2 separate regions of the Hordeum vulgare genome follow, and region 2 is linked to region 1. A link is a contact called in public Hi-C data. All regions are on one chromosome and are shown on one strand. Each heading gives the region's core, a stretch centred on a gene start, on an enhancer-like site or on the middle of the called end of the contact. The rest is flanking DNA. Distances are from core to core; before and after follow the strand shown. Region 1 holds the start of LOC123427681. Region 2 holds the start of LOC123427683.

The links. Hi-C and Micro-C count contacts between places; a contact is called where the count stands out from the background.
Region 2: a Hi-C map of seedling shows a contact between it and region 1, with 2.3 times the contacts expected there. The contact joins the promoter of LOC123427683 here to the promoter of LOC123427681 in region 1. A contact is called at or near these places in 4 of 6 Hi-C or Micro-C datasets (leaf and seedling) and 1 of 1 datasets of contacts at active chromatin or transcription factors (embryo).

Annotation. Positions count from the first base shown.
Region 1 is chr2H:604,974,574-604,978,473 of MorexV3_pseudomolecules_assembly, reverse strand. LOC123427681 reads right to left here and starts at 1,660. Exons shown (of 2, transcript XM_045111783.1): 1 at 1,107-1,660. The coding sequence starts at 1,554.
Region 2 is chr2H:605,117,500-605,121,399 of MorexV3_pseudomolecules_assembly, reverse strand. LOC123427683 reads right to left here and starts at 1,989. Exons shown (of 5, transcript XM_045111784.1): 1 at 1,707-1,989.

The DNA.
Region 1 (3,900 bases), core at 411-2,910:
AAAAGTCTTTTTCTTATAACAGTTATTATGTGGAGGATCTCAGCGCATCAACACACACTATAAAGTCATGGTAATCCGACCTATGTACACTGTGTTGAACTTGAATGAATTAATTATCTTCAACAGGAAAATGCAAAAATTACAGTATTTAATTGTGGATTAGGAGGTCTGTTAGGTTGTTAAGATACATCAGGCAAAGGTAAATAACTTGCAGAAATGCAGATGCATAAGCTAATTAACCTAAAACTGCATAAAAAGTACAGCCAGCTACGACAATATCATGCCATGCATAAGCTAACAAAAGGAGTACCTATCTTAAACAAAAGAGTACTAAGGAAAACAATTACTAACACTACAGAACAGTGACGCTGACACGTATTTGGATGTGCACTCCAGAAAAAAAATCACAATCACTAACTGCACTATCCATTTTGAAAGTGTATCCAATCATACTATAACCATGCAGTTGAATTTGGTCGATGAAAAAACAGAATAACATAATAGTACAGGCAAAAGCATGAAATGGAACAGAGGAAAATGATTTATCAGTTGTTTTCTGTATCCCACGAACTATGTCATCTACTATGGAAAAATCCTCATGATTTCCTATACCTATTAAAATTACATGTTTCATCAGGTAGTATACCTCCCATACTAATTTTCACATGGTGGAAGTATTAGAGCAGAAAAAAATATCTATTTAGCGTGAACTAAATCATGTAAACACATATCAAATGTTCGCAGCGAGCAATTTATCAGGCACCGCATAATATAACCCAAAGCTAATGACATGCACAGTCTATCCTGGTTGATTAGGACTGGTTTCACTTGGAGAAGAAACAGAATTCCAAGAACATGTTTTAGAGCGCAAAATGGTCCATGATTTATAACTGCAGAAGGTCGAGTATCCAGCTAGAGGATAGAGAATGGTAAGATATCATTGTACGAGTTTGAATTTTTGGGCTTTATCATTCATTTCGGATACCAGGGGTAGATGCGCCCTTCCGTGCTTCGCCCACAGATTAAACGTGTCAGCTCAGCTCCAAGACTATGTACCCATAACACATCATCATTTCGCCATCCAAACAAGGGTCATTCGACCTCACCTTGCACGAAATAGGCCTCCGACGGCCAACCCCGCTGCGTGGTGAAGCACATGGCCTCCTCCTTGGTCATCGCGGCCTTGACCATGGTGGCCCTGGCCATCTCCGCCGCGTCGACGGCGGCCCTCGCGTTGTAGACGACCGTGCCCACGAGATCGGACACCCCGAGCGGCCGCCGCATCGGCGGCACCCAGTACGACCCCCCGGGCACGAAGGGGAGCCACTCCGGAGCGGCGCGCCGAACGATGACGCCGCGGATGGCGTCGTTCAGCCGCCCCATCCCCATCGGCTCCTCCGCGGAGTCGCCGGAGGAGGTTGAGGAGGCGGATTCCTCGGAGAGGTCGATCTCGATCAGCTCCACCTTGTCCGAGAGGGCGCGGTGGGGCTGCAGGGAGGACCCCGGAGCGGCCGGGCGGCCTAGGGTTAGGGTTCGCGCGAGGAGGCGAGCCATGGTAGGGAGTGGTAGATGGCTGGGGATCGCGCGGATAATGGGAAGATTTGACACGCGACTCGTCCCAGACGGGCAGACGGAGACGAAGACGACGGAGGTGTGCGTGGGGCCCACCGCCCACGTGTCATCGGCGGTGAGGGAAATCGGTGACTGGTGCGCGGGGTCCATCCTGTGGTCAAGGCGGATGCAATTTCTTAAGTCCAATTTGTGAAAGATGCATTTTCTCTCTTTAACAGCGGACGATCCAAACGGACGTTAATTTTATTCGATCTTTATTCATTTGGATCGGTTCGACGGACACCGGCGTCCGTTTTGGTGTTTGGCTCATCGTATGGGTCCAACGCTGGCTTGACCCATTTTTTACAGATGCATAAAAAAAGCATTTTTGAAAAAAATAAACAAGCATTAATTAAACATTAAAAGCCGGTCACGAAGGCCGGCGAGAGTCAATGCGTTCCCATTACATTATAATCAAAAAAAAACTAGGCGTCCTCGACGGCGGCGGTGAGGTCGGGCTACGCCGGTGCGGGGGCAGGTTGTGCCGGCACGAGCAGTGTTGGTGGCGACAATGGCGCAGCACGGACGCGCTCCTCCGCCAGGCGCAACGCCCTCTTATGCTGGAGGTAGGCGACCTCCTTCGAGAGAAGCTTGCAGGCATAGACGACGGGGTGTTGCCATTGTTTTGGGTGGAGCCGGTCATGGGTGCTGGTGGCGCAACACGGGCGCGCGCCTCCGCCAGGGCCCTTTTATGCTGGAGGTAGGCGACCTCCTCCGGGCGCAGCGTGTGGGCATAGACGACGAGGGTGTTGCCGTTATTTTGGGCGGAGCTGACCATGACTGCTGGCTAGGGTCGCCGACGAGGGAACAGAGGGGTGGCGAGATGAGGACGGGGATCTGGAAGCAGATGAGGCCGAACCCCCCTCCACAAGCTCAGATTAAAAAGGTCGACCGCAGCCGCTGACACGTGGGCCCGAGGAGGGCGGCCGTTATGAATTATGTTGACCGCGGGTGGTTGAGACGGACACCGAAAGGGCGCGCGCGCGTCCGTACCGACGCATTTCAGTCCCAAATTTGGACCGAAAATGGGTCGGCGCGGATAAGAAACAGACGCGTTTTGAAAATGGATCGACGCGTTGGGCCATCAATTTTGTCCACACGACCCCAAACGAACGATGACAGACGAAATGGGTCGCCCCGTCGGAGTTGTTTTAAGTAAAACTTCACTTTTTTATCTAAAAAATGTAAAGCTTCACTTTTTCTCTACTGTCACATGATAAAGTTCTTTTGGACGCCGATATCTGCCACATGATATGGCACGAGGTCATGCCGATAGAACACCTTCATGGCCACAAATTCTGTCATGTCACCGTATACATGCATAAATGACGAAATTGATGATGTGAGCAGATTTTTTTAAAAATAAAAATAAAAATAAATATTTTACTTTAATGAAAAATCGTTTTCATCATTAAATCTTTTCGGACAAGATATTCCAAACTAGATCTCATCGATAAGTTTTGACGATTTTTCTTTTTGTTAAAAGTTGTCATGTCTATTGCATACAAATTATCATGGTGTTTACACCGAAGTTGTTATGATATGTTTTAACTATTTTTTCATATTTAAAGCATATTTAAACATGTTATAAAAAAAGGAAATTAAGAAACTAAACTTGCCATTATGAATTACTAAATTTTGTCATGAAATAATTTTGACATGGTTCGTAATTAAAAAGAAATCCGTCATTAATTATTTTAAAAATGCATGGTCAATGACTCAAATTATCAATGAACCATACTAAAATTGTCATGATGACTTCCTTTAAATTTGTCATGATAAATGAAGTGAAATTTCCCATGGTTCGTACATACAATAATTTTCATGATCAAAATACTACAATTGTCATAGTCAAAATACTATAATTGTCATGATCTATAAACTAAAATTGCCATGATAAATTACTAATAATGGTCGTGATCCATGAATTAAATTTATCATGGTTAGTCACTAAATACGGTCATGCTCAGTTAATAAAATTTGTCGTAAAAGTAGTTGAAATGCAATGATAGTTTTAAATCTATACAAAATAGATGGAACATATCATGACAACTTTAGTGTAGACTCTATGACAACTTTAGTGTAAATCTCTTGTCAGCTTTTGACATAAAAAAAGTCGTCGAAACATATCAATATATGATCTAATTTTCAAGATCACGTCAAGACGGTTTAATGATGAAAACGCATTTTTTATTTAAAAGATAAAACATTTTTAAGTCTACAAAACTAAAAAGATTTTGATGTTGTCATCAGTTTGATATGGCAAAATGGATGCTAATAGAGACGAAT
Region 2 (3,900 bases), core at 740-3,239, 140 kb before region 1:
GCATATTGTTTAGCTGGCATTGACGTATGTCTTGCAATGATAGATGCTACAGATTTTACCTCGCACTTACCAAAAATGCTTTTGTTTCATTACTGTGCGGACACATTATATGTGTACGCTGGCACATACAAAATTCCATAAGATCTTCAGATATTTATAAATGCAGCATATAAGCGTATGATAGCACATTTCATGTTTTCCTATTAGGTGCCCCTAATAATAGGCTAGTGTGAGAGTCTGTTGTAACAATGGCTCAAATCTTTTTCTATCACAATCATTGGCAAAACCATTCTAGGACACAAGTTGCTGAAAAAAAAAACACGTTTACTAATGGTAGGAAAGTAAATTAACAACATGTCTCTCAAAAATAATTAACAGACTAGCGACAAGATTTGAGTGCCAAAGCCATCAATAGCATCGGTACCTAAACAAAATATACATGAAGTGAAGGACTCAGCCGTAGTAGATCTATTTCAAGATTCGGATCTAACCCTTTAACAAGTTTCAGATACAACAAGCTAAGTTAACCTGATATGACAAGTCAAGTTGGAATAAGATAATATAGCATTCCCCCCCAAATGAAGCTATGGACAAACTCTGGAAACATTCAGAATTCATGGAGACGTCTCCCCTGAAATAACTAAGTATGCACGCCCAAATGTATGCAGAAAAAAGAAACTGCTAAATCTCGAGACAAATGAAAACATCAGTGGCAAGAAATGCGTGCCCCACCCCCTCACACAGTTGAAACATGACTTCCAGCGTGCAGTGAAGTTGGCAACGACAGTATCAGATCTTAGATATAGCTTGAAGCTTCAGCAAAGGACTCCCAGTGATACTAACCAACATAGTTATTTGCAGCTACTAGAAGGGTAAATAAAATGGTTTTTTGACACCATTCTACTCCTGCGGTGAGTAATCGATTTGCATGACGTCTACTGTAGATCCTAACCAGCCAGGCCTTAAGCATAGGAACAAAGTAACGCTGGGAAATACTAGTAGATCACAGCATGGCAGCAAAGCTCATAGGGGCAATGCCCGTTTCAGATCGACGAACTAGGCACCCGCAAAAGGAGAAAAAGATGAATGAACCAGTGCCAGATCTAGGCATCTTTCTGAAAAAACAAGAAGGCAAAATACCCCTCTTAAAATTGCAGGAATTACAACTAGAAACAGCAGCAGCCAAGAAGTGGTAGGTGAGGAATGATTTATCGGCCACAAGACAGATATATCCCCAGTAATCACCGAATAAAGAAAAATCCGTAAACATACAGGAAGTAGTAGCTAAAAAGCCCAATCCCTGCGCGCATCTCACACACAGGTGGAAGCCCTGGGAAAAGACGAATCTGCGGAAATCCCAGCGGAATCTCGCCCCACCGACAGCAGGAAACAGCGAGGCGCCGCATTAGCAACGCTGGCGGTCCCCGAGAACCGCGGCGAGGGGCACCGCAACCACCGCCTTTGGTGGCAAAAAGGACGTTTTCCCCCGGCCTCCCGCAACCACCCCCCTCCCCCTCCCTCTCTCGTGGCCTGCCTCGGAGGCCCCTCCCCTCTTCCCGGAGCGGGTTCGTCTAAGCAGGCAGGCAGGCAGGCAAGCGAACAAATCTCGGGACTCGCTCGGACCAAGAAGCAGCAGGGGGTAGACGGCAATGGCGCCAAGAACCCGTGGAGGGCGGGCTTGGGGCGCGAGGAACGTCGGTTCGTACCTGAGCGGAAGGGCGAGCATCTCGTCGGGGGAGTGAGCTTGGTTTTGGTTGGGCTGCCGCGCCGACGGAATGGGGTGGGAGGGAGGAAATGGAGCAGATGGGGGACAGAGAGTAGGAAGGGGGAGAGAGAATAAACGGGGAGGCGGAGGGAGGGAGAGAGAAAATAATGCAGCGGGGCGGGGGATGGTGGGAGGGAGCGCGTACGACGCCTTTCAGCTCCCCTCCCTCCCTCTCTCTCTCTCTCCGCGCTGTCTGTCTGTTACCACCGCGACGAAGGACTCCCTCTCTCTCCTCCCCTCCCCTCCCCCGTGATGCAGCTGCCCGCTGCTACTGTTGCTTCGCGTTAAATGACCGTATTACCCCTGGGCTGCTTTTTCTTTCCTTCTCTGACGGAGTGCGTTTTTGTCTTGGCGAATTCGAAAGGGTTGCTGGTAGGAGGAGTACACGGTAGTGGTAGTGGTAGTGGTAGTGGTGGTAATTCGAATTAATTACTTCGGGTAGTGACAGGCGCTGCCATTCGGGCGAGGAGATGATTGCGACGGTGCGCTGCGTTTTCCCTCTAACCTTCCGTTAACAGCGCCCGCGCGATTATAATTCTGCGTCGGTGCGGGGTGCAAATCTTCTTCTTTTCTTTGGGTCCGCTATAACTATCTACTGTTCCGTCCCGTTCGATCTCTGTCCAACGGCGTTGTTTCCCTCGTATCGAGTATGCACTACAGTCTACATCTAGCCAGCCTGCTCCTTTCGGAAATAACCGAATTGGATGCGTGAGCAGAGGAAGATCGCTCGCTCGCTCCATCGGGTGCCGCTGCGTGAGCCTGAGGGCAACAGCCACTGGAGCGTGTGTACCAGCAGTCGTCATTAACGGCCCGGTTAGTGTTAGCTCTCGATAATCGCTTGCAAGCAACCATCATTGGTGGTGTGGTACATGATCGCTCGCGCCAACTAATCACTATCACTCCGCTCCGCTCTCGTTCGTGCGTGCGTGCGTGCGTTTGAGTGGATTGCACTGAACGTCTCCGGCCGGACACGACACGGTGCTGCAAGTAGCCGCACCACAGAGCCTGCAACCCCACGACACGCCGGTAGGTGCACGCACGCACGCGAGGTGCCAACGGACCGGACGATGGACGCAACCAAAACCAAAACCAAAACCATGGAGGGGGGGCGGGCGAGGATTATGTTATGCGCGTGTGGCGCGCGTGATGGTAGATTAGATTACCAACGGTCGGCTCGGCCCGGCCCGGCCCGGCTCTTGGCGACACCCTACACGGCTACACGTGATGCTCGCATACGGAGCTGCACGGGCACCGCCGGAGCCCGACCGACGTTCGTGCAGCACAGCGCGCGGTTGCACGGTGCTACAGTGCGTGCGCCCCCCGTCTGTTTCTTCTACGCTGCCACGACTGTGTGACACGAAGGGTATGTGCTGTACGTATACCACGGACTAGGAATACGAACACTGACATGCCCGTGGTGTAGGGGATGCCCCGATTAAAGGGTACATAATCAAATGTGTGGTTGTATGGTTACAAGGATTGTACTAGTAGTATTTTAACCCACGAAGGTGATGAGACGTCTTCGTTGATGATGAGGTGTCTATGATGCCTTCATAAATTTTTTAAATGATATGTCGGTTCAGTCTCTCACTCATAGGAGTATGGTATGCATGTATGCGTTCATACAAATGAATGTATACGTGTGTGTATGAACCTTGCCGCGGATGCAATGTTGTGTGTAGTGACGTCTCTCTGCTCACTATGTTATTAAGGAGTGGCCATGGGTCAATCGGTGTGAGTCAAATCTTCTATTCTTAAATAGCTACAACCCACTAGTTAAATTTTCTAGACCTGCAACTATGCCACAAGAGCAAGTCATGCATTTAAGTCATAAATTATATTGTTTCTCATTACTCTATCCATGCAAGCAGTACATCATCAATTCATGCATGTTACACACAAGTTATTTTCTTGCATTAGACCATCTATTTCAAATATATGTATTGGTTGCTTGCACCATACCTATGTAGTTTACATTCACATTTTTGTTTGATATGAACATTCTTTTAACATTGATACATTTTTATATTCTTTGTATTCTCTTCATTTTTAAACTTAGATTTACTTCCCATTAGTTATAGATATTTTCTAGGAACTTTTATGCATTCTTTTAGCGAGTTTCCCGCAGCAACGTA